Regions from separate parts of the Hordeum vulgare genome. Here region 1 is linked to region 2. Evidence: chromatin contacts called from public Hi-C data. All regions are on one chromosome and are shown on one strand. Each heading gives the region's core, a stretch centred on a gene start, on an enhancer-like site or on the middle of the called end of the contact. The rest is flanking DNA. Distances are from core to core; before and after follow the strand shown.

Region 1 (6,003 bases), core at 3,017-5,516, 370 kb before region 2:
TCGCTGATCGTCTGCCCATCAACAAGCAAGTTGTACACTCTGTTTTTCTGCCGACGATAAGTGCATTGCCTGTGGAAGAAGCTCGTGTTCGCGTCGCCGTCCGAGAGGGAGGAGATGCGAGCACGCTGTCGGGCAATCATGCGCTCAAGCGAAGCCAAGCCCAGGTACGAAAGCTTGGTCTGCTTGCGCAGCCAATCCTCCAGGGGGGAGAGCGTGCGGTCGCAAGCCAATCCTCCAGGGGGGAGAGCGTGCGGGTCTCCATGGCTTGGTCGAAGCGCAGAATGAGCTCGCGGGAGATGGCAAGCTTGTCCCTGATGTTGCCCGTGGACTTGGCGCTCCAGCTCGTGAGGGCGCGGCCCGTAGCCTGCAGGCGCCGGACCAGCCGCCTGAAGGGGTCTGGGTCGGACACCGAGCCCTAGGCCGCGGCTACCGTATCGTGGAAGCCGTCGAGGCGCATCCAAAACTCCTCGAAGTGGAAGCGTTTGTGAGCTGATGGCATGGGCGAGCAATCCAAAAGCAGAGGGCAGTGGTCGGAGACAACGGATGCCAGGCAGCGGAGGTGACACTCGCCATGACTATCCTCCCAGTCAGTGGTGCAGAGCACCCGGTCAAGGCGCACGAGCGAGGCGCCCGGGTTAACATAAAGTGGCCCAGTTGGATTGCCAGGATTGTTGGTTAACAAAGGATCACTTTATGTTGAATATGTTAACTTATACTTCATAAGAAGGATATGTTCCATATTCAACATAAAGTGATCCTTTGTTAACCAACAATCCTGGCAATCCAACTGTCCATTTACTCCATTAAGGATTAGGGATGAACTCAACAACAGCATAATGCTAAGAAATATACTTTTTCGTTGAGAGGGAAATGATAGGTAGCTAAATCGCTGGTCTACTTGCTCGTGATGCAGCATTTCTTCCCTCAAAATGTACAAGAGACTTGATGCGCATGATTTTCCCCACAATAAAAATATATTAAATGACCTTGCAAAGCAGTTAATCTTCTTAATGTTAGGTAAAATTTCTGCCCAGCATCGCTAATTCAGAGATCTTATCAGCAACTGCTGAACATAAGGGATGTTGTGGTAGTATATCAGCTAGGAATATGGCAGTACAAATATTCTACACATGGCCAAAAAGTTTGAGTAACTTCAGTTGGAATCAGGGACTTAAGTGAAGTCAACGAACTAGATCAGATATAGCAATGACCATTTTAAGTCTTACGAAAATTTTGGTAAAGCTACTCAATGATTAGATAATACATACCTCAGCGGTGATGATTGGACCAAGATAATTTAGGCCATAAAATATCTTCTCATGGTATCTAGACAAGGTCTTTCTTGATGTCTCTAATATGTTATTCGTGTCTTCAAATTTATTTGGTGATGATTCTTGCAGATTAGCCAACAAAGCATCATACTGCCCAACAATGACAAGTTTTAACAAATAAGCATTTGTACAGTAATATAGATGCAAAGAGAGAAATACAACACACTATAGGTGTGGCTACACCAAACTACAGATGTATCTTATGAAAGAGTCAAAACATAGTTGAATCAAATCACCTCTTCATACAATATCTGTAGCTTCGATTTCAGATCTTCGAAATCAATCGAGTAAGCATCATAGTATTTGTTCACAATTGTTGCAGGAGGGGAAAAGCTCTCAAGTTCACTACGATCCTTTATGATATATACCTGGAATGGCATGTGAGGTATGGAGGCTATTTCTTACTGCAATATAGGTTTCCAAAGGCTCAATAAAATCCGAAGTGAAAGAAGCTGAGGATGCTGAGATAACCTTTGCATCCAATGTAAGTTCAAGTTGACCAATGTGTGCTTCACAATCTTGTACCGTGGAAGTGCCTGAAAAGGACGGTGATTTAAAAATGAAACTTGCCTCTCCTCCACTGTTCTTTTATCAAAAGTAAATATAGAAGCTTGTAATAAATAATAAGCGCATGTCGGGGAGGGAGGGAGGGGGGGCTGCAGCATTACAAAATTTAGCGTCTAACAAATCATCCTAGTGCAGGAAAATAATTTTCATTTGATAAATTGGTCCCAAGTCGCGAGTGCCTTCAAGTAGGATGAATAGCAGGCACAGTTAACCTTTTTGTCAAAATGAAATAAGCCAATAAAAATCATGTCAAACGTACAGGTTGTGTTCCCAGTCATCCAGATGAAGAAGGAAGCAATGATGTATAGGTAGCTAACTGCAACTTATAGTGCAGAGCAGTGGGGCACTGTTGGCACAACAGAGAGTATCACACTTCAGGAAGTGTATGATCTTGTGAGGGAGAAGATGAGAGCACGACACATGGTACATAACAGTCATACAACATGCTGATTTCAAGAACCAAAATAGTGGTCGTTTGCTGGAAATATTGACGAAGATATATGGCAGAGGGTAGAAAGAAAGGAAGCACATGATAGTCATGTGTACTCCCTCTGTAAACTAATATAAGAACGTTTAGATCACTAAAATATTGATCTAAACACTCTTATATTAGTTTACAGAGGGAGAAGAATTCTTGCCTTTAGTAGCAACAGGAGATGCTGTCATTCCAAATACAGCTGGCCTCCACTCAGAGCCAACATAAAATTCCTACAGACTCAAGAGAAACATAAACCGTTAGGAAATTTGACATGCCAAACCATTACAAATACTGCTATCCTAAGGAACTTCTTAACTGTCAAGAAACTGCATGAGGCAGGCCAAATCCTATCTACCGATGATGTTAAAACAAGAAAAGAAAACCATTACCTTCATTATTCGTGTATACGGGTGGTTTCCACAGGCACGATGGCATTCATCAAATATTAGCAGGCTCACTGCACTCATTGTTATGAAGGCATGCCTCAGGGCATCCAACAATATCTGCGGCGTCATAACAGCAATCTGAAACAAATAATGGAAGGCATAATAAGATGCATTGTTCAAGGAGAATTTATATTTCCAGTCAAATATATCAATAGTATGCATAATAAGCGCAGCATGGTAGGTACAAGAAAAACATAGGAACATCCGCAAAACTGTATTAGAATTTAGAAAGACACATAATCCAGATTACTTTACCAAGTGGCATATTTACAAGATTATTTTTAAGCAACATATTTACAGGAGTTGTGAGATCTTTTGGATTTGAAGCAGTGTCCAAATTTAGCAGTGACTGCAATGAAAGGGGGGTTTCCTTTTTCTAGGACTTGTGTCCAAACCTCGGCTATTTCATAGGCACAACCCTTCAGGAAATTGCTTTAGTCGACAGCCCTCTCATCATGCTAAAGAATACTACTCTAATAACAATGGCCTCAATCTACATGCGATCCGAAGCTGCTACCACCCAGAAACTAACACTGTTGGTTCCCTGTCAACAAGTCATTCATCAAGCACTTGGTGAGCACGGTACGTGTACAAATTCAATGTGCATTCAAATTCAACCAATGACCGCGTCGCTGGATAAGAGTAAACCCTGACAGCTGACACTTACCTCCTTGCTCCCAACTTCCTTGTTCCAGCGGTCGGTACTCCAGTCGCCGACACCCGAAGCTCCGTAACACTCCGCGACATCGAGGTCGGTGTACTCCCGAATCACCTCGAATTGCTACGGCGCGAGCCAGACAAGAACCAGGGATCAGGGCCACGGCAGCTGCGAACGCGAGGCGGAAAAATGGTGCAGACGTTGCCGTCGCTAAACGGTCGCTGCAGACTTCAGAAGCGCACCTGGTGGACGAGGTGCACGGTAGGCGCGAGGAAGACGACGATCCGGCGGGGCGCCTCCCCGGCGCGCGCGCGGCTGACGTGGTAGCGCGCGAGCAGGACGGCGACCATGGTCTTCCCGGAGCCGGTGTCGAGCACTGCGATGGTGTTCCCCTGCAGCGCCGCCTCGAACACCTCCACCTGATACCTGCGCCGACGCAGACACGGAACGAGAGACCCCCGTCAGTTCTAGGAATGCAGGGGGTAGAGAGCTGTGGGGAGGGTAATGGGAGCCGATCGAGACCTCCTCGGCTGGAGCTGCATGTGGGGGCGACGAGGCGGCGGCGGAGGAGGAGGCGGGGGGATGGGGCCGTCGTCGTCGGCCATGGCCATGACCATGGGGTTGGGTTCGGTGCAGGCGAGTGGGGGTGGGGGAAGCGCATGTCTGTAGGCCAGCAGTGTATATGAATCGGCGCCGGGGGTGGGAGACTGGGCGGAGGGGAGAAGGCGAAGTGCGTGAAGCGGAGGTGTGGGTTGCGCTGCGTTCGTTGGCTCCGAGAGGAGGTTTTGGGGGAGGAACTTTCCCGTAGTGGTGGAGGTTCGGGGGGTTCATCCGGCGGCTGGCTTGTGGGGTCATCTTTTCAGGAGGCGTAAATGCTTTCGTTGCGGGGTCATCATGCCAACCGGATGAACGTCTCAAATCAACCCGGTAATTCTACCCATGGGTACGCATGTACGTTGGCATTTGATCTGAACAAATAGAAAATCGATTAAAATCATCCAACTGATTCTCCATCCACGTAAGCCGTCTTTGACGCGTGCCACGCGTCCCTATGGGCCGCTCACACCTTATCCTCATTTTTTTTCTAGAAGAAGTGTGGATCACTCGTTCCTTTCCCCATTCTCTTCTTCCTTCGAGCGGACGGCGCTCTCCAGCAATCCCGGTCGTCGCTCACCTCGTGTTGTTGTAGGGCTATGCTGAGAGGAGGTTGCTGCCATGGCCTGCGGCGGAGCTGCGTTGCACCAGATGTCGTGTGATAATGCTGCAGCCAGTTTGACGGTGGAGCTGCGTTGCACCAGGTGCCGCGCGATGATGGGGCAAACAGTTTGATGGTGGAGCTGCAATACAGCAGGTGTCGCACGACAACACGGTAGCCAATTCGACGTCGGAACTGCGTTGCACCAGGTGCCGGGCGACGACATTGCGGCCAGTTCGACGACGGAGCTGCGTTGGAGCAAGAGGTGCTACGAGCTGCTGCCATGACCGGCGGCACAGTTGCGCTGCAACAAGCGATGCTACGATGGCGCTGCTGCACAACGACGGCGAAGCTGCATTGCAGCAGCAGAGAACTATGAGCTGCTGCCAAGGCGGGCGGCAGAGCTGCATCGCAGCAGGCGATGCGTCAATGGAGTGTCGCCGGAGCTTCATTGAAGTGTCGCCGAAACTGCACTGAAGCGTAGCTGGAGTTGCACTCAAGCTCCGCCATAGGTCGCCAAGCGCTGTGTCGCAACACCCGTGTGGCGGTTGCGGATCCCGGCGCTGTGATGCAGCTGCTCGCCGACGGATCCTGGCGCTGCGATGCAGCTCTTCGTCGGGCGGCTCCCGGTGCTTGCTCACCGACGGGGAGGTGTGGCTCATGCTGTGAGTCGGGCGGTGCTGCTGGCCCACGACGACGTGCTTTGCTTGCTTCACTGTGATGAGAGAAGGAGACGATCAGCGCGACGATGTTGACCGAATCCAAGGGATGGCGTGTGATGGATCCAACGAATACGGGAGAAAGGATCTCATGGCCCACAACCCGACTGATTTCTTCAGGAAATCAGTCGGCTGATTTGTAGCAGCCGCCAATTAGTTATGGATAAGGTATGGACATAGATTTAGAGTGGAACGCGTATAAGGACGGATGAGTGAATCTAAATTTGTCCACGCGTTAGCTTCCTTTCTTTGTGTGGAAGAAAGAAAGGTGATCTTCAGCTGCCAGAAGTCCACCACCGCGGTTATCCTCCGGCGACAACTTCGGTCGTCGGTGGTGAGGGGATCCATCCGTTTGGTTTGTTTTCTACTCTCGTAGTTTAGGTTTTTTAGGTTGTTCATTGTCTCAGCTTCGATGACGGCGATGGCGGCGCTGAATAAAGTTTTTTCAGATCCTACTCTGACAAGGCGAACAGTCCTATGATTGGGGATGGATTTGAAAATCAGTTTGTTCAAGTAATGATGGCGTGACGGTGACGACATCCTCGTGATGGACCCGTGTCCTCAGGTTCCACCGTTGCGACGACATTTGCTCCAGCGCTGGCCTGGAGC
Region 2 (5,196 bases), core at 1,177-3,676:
CGGGCCCATCAGCCGGCAGACCACGCGTACGCCCCCGGCATCGCCTCACGCCCATCAGTTGGCGGACCATGCGTCCGCCCCCGACAGCGCCTCGCATGCACCAACCGGTGGACTCTGTGCCCACGTCCGGCAAGGCCCCGCGCCCATCGGTCGGCGGACTCCGTCTCCGCGCCTGACATCCTCAACGCCGCCATCTGCTTCAGCAACAACAAAAACCTCCGCCCAACTCTACGTGTCGCCCGGAGGCTCAGAGGCTACACCCAACGGGTGTGCTCGCACGCCCCCGCTGGAAACAGCCAGCCAGCGGATTCCGCATCTACGCCCGACAGCGCCTCACGCCCATTGGCTCGCGGACTCCGCGCCCTCGCTAGGCAGGGCCCCCACTGGAAGCAAGCCATGCGGGCTGCGGCCCGCAGCCGACCACCATCAACAATGACGACTATGAAAACCCTTCGCCCGACTCTCCGAGTCGCTCGAAGGCTTGGAGGCTACTGTCGAGGGGATGACCCCCGGCTACCCCAAAGGTGGCGAGTCGGACGGGGTGTCTGCCCGCCCGGGCCGGCTACTCCAACTCGCACTCGTGGCCGGCTGCTCCAGCCAGCTGGGTGCCCAGAGCCAACTACGACGCCCCATCAGGCACGCGCGGACGGGACGGCCATACGCCGCGGTGGAGCACTATTGACGACCAGTAATGCGTTGTACACGCGTCAGGCGGTATCATCTACAGTGTAACTTGTCCCCTGAGCGCTGGTTTATAAAGTACCCGAGGAGACAAACATAGCCTAGCTCACAAGCTACACATAGCTTAGCATGTAAGCTACCCGTTATAGCTTACATCTCAAGCAGCTTGGTATGTAAGCTACCCACAGCTTACATACCAAGCCACACACCCACACACTCATGCCATATAAGGGGTCTCATGCCCACCACGTATGGCATGGCCTCACTCTCTCACATATGAGGCAAGAAGTATATGGCTCTCCTCTCCCATACAGCTCGAGGAGCAACCTTGTACTGCAAATATACATCATATACACTCATGCAGGAATAGGGGTATTATCTCTCCGAAGAGCTCCGAACATGGATAAATCATCGCGTGCTGCTACCCTATCTCGTCCCAGATCTTTCACGGCAACCTTGCTCTCACCTTGATTAGCCACCCCTGACATCTGTCCGGAGAAAACGATGACAATTTTTTTGCCTAGCTCGAACTCTAGCCAAAGACAACGACGAGAAGGGACACAGGGCACCCAGACCGCGTCACGACCAACGCAAGGAACCTCCCATGCGACCACCACTCCTATCACTGATCGAATGAACGTACCCCCACCTTATGCACCTATGAGATGGCAAGTGGGATGCAGGACTCAGTCGTGCCGGAGAAGGAAAGCCTGAAGGAGACATCGACGATGTCATACACTGCGCACCAGATGTCCACGCCCTACGAGGCAGCCCAAACGAATACGACGCCCCACATCACATTCCAACACCATGGACCTCCGCGAGTACCCAAGACAACACCTTCATGAAGGGGGCGATGTCGAGACGTCGTTGTTGTCCGATCCGGCAAACCGGGCCTAAGGTTACCCATGGCAATATGAGCAAATTAAAGTGTGATGTTCATAACGTTCGATCACAACCAAAAAGAGATGGATGTTCATAGTTTTTACATGCGTCCAGTCACAAAAGATCCGATCCAACAGTCTGTGTGAAAGAAAAGGTATTTCATTCTACCACCTCCACCTCCTCACCAGTCGCCTCCTTCTCAGCCAATATCCTAACAGGGACGACGTGCACAGTCATCGCCTCATGAGGATCCAACTCGTTTATCCTCATGGTCTAACATCTTGTTATCCGCCGAAGCGGTTCACACATACCAACGAACACATAGTTGGCACCGAGTTAATGCGTTCTCGAGTTGTGGCGATGCCAAGTCGATGAAATGAAGCGACACTTCGTTGACGTCAGCGCGATATGAGATGTACCCTACGGTGAAGGTTGGGAACTGCCGTCTGAAGTGCCTGACGGCATAAAAGTAGGGCGGATGATATTGCTCTAGCCAAGATAGTGTGTTCATGGATGACGACGGCGACGCCCCGCGTCCCAGCCGAGCTTTGCCTTCCTTTTCATGCTGCACGATTGTAGCGTCGCAAGTTGATTTACGACAGCCAACTTCTCTAGGTCCTCCACTTCCACCAGCTCTAACAGGTGCTCGTACAGGTCCATGCAGCGTCAGACGATGAAAAGTACGGGAATTAGGGTAAAGGGCAACGATGATCAGAACAGAGAGGGTTAGGAAGGGCAGGGTTTGACACGAAAACAGTGCAGACCGCTTTAAATGCGCACGCTTCACCTTACTGTGAGTGAAAGAAGGATGTCGGAGTGGACGTGATGGGGCCCGAACTCCCACAAAGCCCCTAATTTGCAAGAAAACAAACAGGCAGACACACCTAGGGAACCATGTTGAATGGTAGATTACATCCGCGGACACCTATAGGACCATGTTGAATGGTAAATTACGTCCAGACAGCTCAGTCCAAACAATTGCGGGCGTTTGCTCTTACTCCTTTCTTTCTTTACAGTGACCATGCTCTAAGCAACATCACAGTATCATCAACTCATAATTGAATACCTGGGCTGGAGAAGGGTGATGTGGGAAATGCTAGCTTGCGATATTAACGTATAGATAACATAATTGAATACTTGGGCACTCAGATTTTTACATATACACCAGTTTATTGCTCCGCTCCACTTTTCTGGAACCAATAGTGACCTGAGTTACACCATGACAAAATTATTTCATCACGCTGCACACAATTGTTGCTTCACAAAAGGGTTCCTGTATGAAGAATGCCAAGAGGAGGAAAACACTGAAACCCACTCATCACTTTCTTTTTAACGTGTTTCAATTCAACTGGTCAAAATAAGTTGGCTCTTTCTAATGCAGCAAGTCTTCGGCCTCAACTCGTAAATTGGGTGGGTCAGCTGAGAGAAGTGGAATGAGAAATGCTCACCATTCAAGTTGGCAGTGGCCTATTTGAGCTATTTCGCTGGTCATACATTTCTTCACCCTCTCATCCACCATACTGTGGGGGCATCTCCACCATGGAGAATGTGATGCTCCGCGAAAGCCCAATTTGCTCCAAAGGCAAACTATGTACACTACCTCCGTAAACTGTACATCAGCGTGTGTGATTGCAGAATGTCCTGATAACAAATACAATGTTCAGTCTCCTGCTGTATGAAGACATCAAATAAAGGTAAAATTAAGTAGAAATGGCCTCTCGAGGCAGAGAGGGGCAAAGACAGAACATACGCGATCCAATATCACCAAGTACTTCTAGTTGTGGCGAATCGCAGTGCATCACCAAATTGCAGATATCACACAGATATATGACAAAGCAGGTGCTTAGTGATGTCAACTAATGGGCTCTCGAGGCTCATTAGTCACCCAAGTTGCTGGTGAAAACAGAAGCAGCAACTAATCAAGTCTCAACTCTCAAGGCTCTCAAGAAGGCTCTCGAGGCTCATTAGGCCCTGTTTCTTTAAAAAGTCCTAGGACTTTTTTTAGTCCCAACTAAAAAGTCTCTAGTCCCTACCCGTTTCTTTCCAAGGACTAAACATGGACTAGAGGTCATTAAATGACATGCAAAAAGACCATGTTACCCCTAGTAATATACTAGAAGTTATTAAATGACATGCTAAAAGTAGGGGCACTGTTGGAAAAAGTGCCAAAAAAGTCCCAAAAAGTCCCTCCCATAGGGACTTCTTCCTTTAGTCCCAAATACCCCCTTTTAGTCCCCTAAAAGTCCCTCCCGTTTCTTTCACATGGGACTAAAAGGGACTTTTTTTAGTCCCTACACCAAAAAAGTCCCTGGAAAGAAACACCCCCTTAGTCACCCAAGTTGCTGGTGAAAACAGAAGCAGCAACTAATGAAGTCTCAACTCTCAAGGCTCTCAAGAAGTTATAAGAAACCGTGGTCTCCTTTCACTGCTGGGCACTTCTTTTTTGTATTCAGTGATTTGAATGACAACAAAGAACACCATGAATCATGATACCTGCGTCAGGTAGACACCGACATGAGCAGTGACTGATTCCTTCACTGGATAGGCCAGTGGTGCAAGTGAGTGGGTCGTTTATACAGATTCAAGTGCAAATAAACGCACCCTACACCTGTCAGTGTGCCCCTGGCTCAGGTTACACCCCTTGTAAGGATCTCAAACCTTGGGGCTCAGGATCTATAGGTCTCGTATTGATTGAGTTCAAGTTACAGGCCTGCAGCGGACATTTATAGACTCATGACAATCAACAAATCCACTAACAGAGAGTTAATTATAGGAACATGGCCTTGCACAAATTATGAGGATACTACCTGTTGGGGTGACTAATGTAGAGCAAAAAGTCCACCTGGGGATGGAAAAGGATCCCAGGCATCTGCCAGGGGTGAGTCCCTGTCCTGGGTACCCACAGATCAACCGGTCAATTGATTATGTACAAAAAGACCTCTCAGGTGGTCTTTTGCGAGTGTCCTTCCCGTCAGATGGCAAACCACTGCTTGTGATCATGTGGTCTCTGGGAACACAACGGTTCTTGGACTGAGGGCAGAGCAAGACAGTTCCTCCAACAAGCACCAACCAATCAAGAAGAGCTAGTCAAACACTGTGCAATCAATGCCACGACAGCTACTTCTATAAGCAATTAAGCATAATGGGCTAACAAGGCCCCGTTCCATCAATTGCACCAGGCAAGCACCTAAAGGGCTGTCTCTGCTGACAATGTAACATGGAGTGCATGCAACTATCAGCAACATCAGTCTGCCAGCACATCTCTCTATTTACGAACCTGTACTTGTACTAAAATAAGGATCAAACATGATTGGATTCTCAGGTAACAGCTAAAGTAATTTATTCATCACAAAGCAAAAAAGACAAGCGCAACACCATACAATAATGATGTTTTCTCTGAGCTATCTATCAACCTACAATGCTCAGACCAACCAGAATAGACCAAATACCTTTTTTTCTCAAAACAAGCAAAAACAACCAAACACAGACTTGACTAAAAGCAAGGAGGCCATAGTAAAATCATGGTGGCTGCCTATAAAGAAGTAAGCTTCGGTAACAACTCATCCAAAAAGCAGTTATATTTATCTTAGCCAAATTGGCATAGAAATTTTATGCACTTGTTTTGGCTTT

The links. A called contact is a pair of places that touch in the nucleus more often than the background predicts.
Region 1: a contact with region 2 is called in a Hi-C map of leaf, with 10 times the contacts expected there. The contact joins the promoter of LOC123431733 here to the enhancer-like site in region 2. A contact is called at or near these places in 2 of 6 Hi-C or Micro-C datasets (leaf and seedling) and 1 of 1 datasets of contacts at active chromatin or transcription factors (embryo).

Annotation. Positions count from the first base shown.
Region 1 is chr1H:293,948,757-293,954,759 of MorexV3_pseudomolecules_assembly, reverse strand. It overlaps LOC123431733 (endoribonuclease Dicer homolog 3b-like), which reads right to left and starts at 4,266. Exons shown (of 26, transcript XM_045115353.1): 1 at 4,003-4,266; 2 at 3,723-3,906; 3 at 3,490-3,603; 4 at 2,766-2,900; 5 at 2,537-2,606; 6 at 1,803-1,867; 7 at 1,568-1,699; 8 at 1,269-1,421. The coding sequence starts at 4,097.
Region 2 is chr1H:293,576,736-293,581,931 of MorexV3_pseudomolecules_assembly, reverse strand. It overlaps LOC123431696 (protein EXECUTER 1, chloroplastic), which reads right to left. Exons shown (of 13, transcript XR_006623300.1): 12 at 3,015-3,207; 13 at 2,676-2,839. Among protein-coding and RNA genes, the nearest start is that of LOC123431696, 14 kb to the right of the region's middle. Within about 2 kb of position 2,426, at least 3 of the 3 cell types and tissues checked have open chromatin away from gene starts, as enhancers often do. A contact at or near this core is called in leaf and seedling, where this site is marked.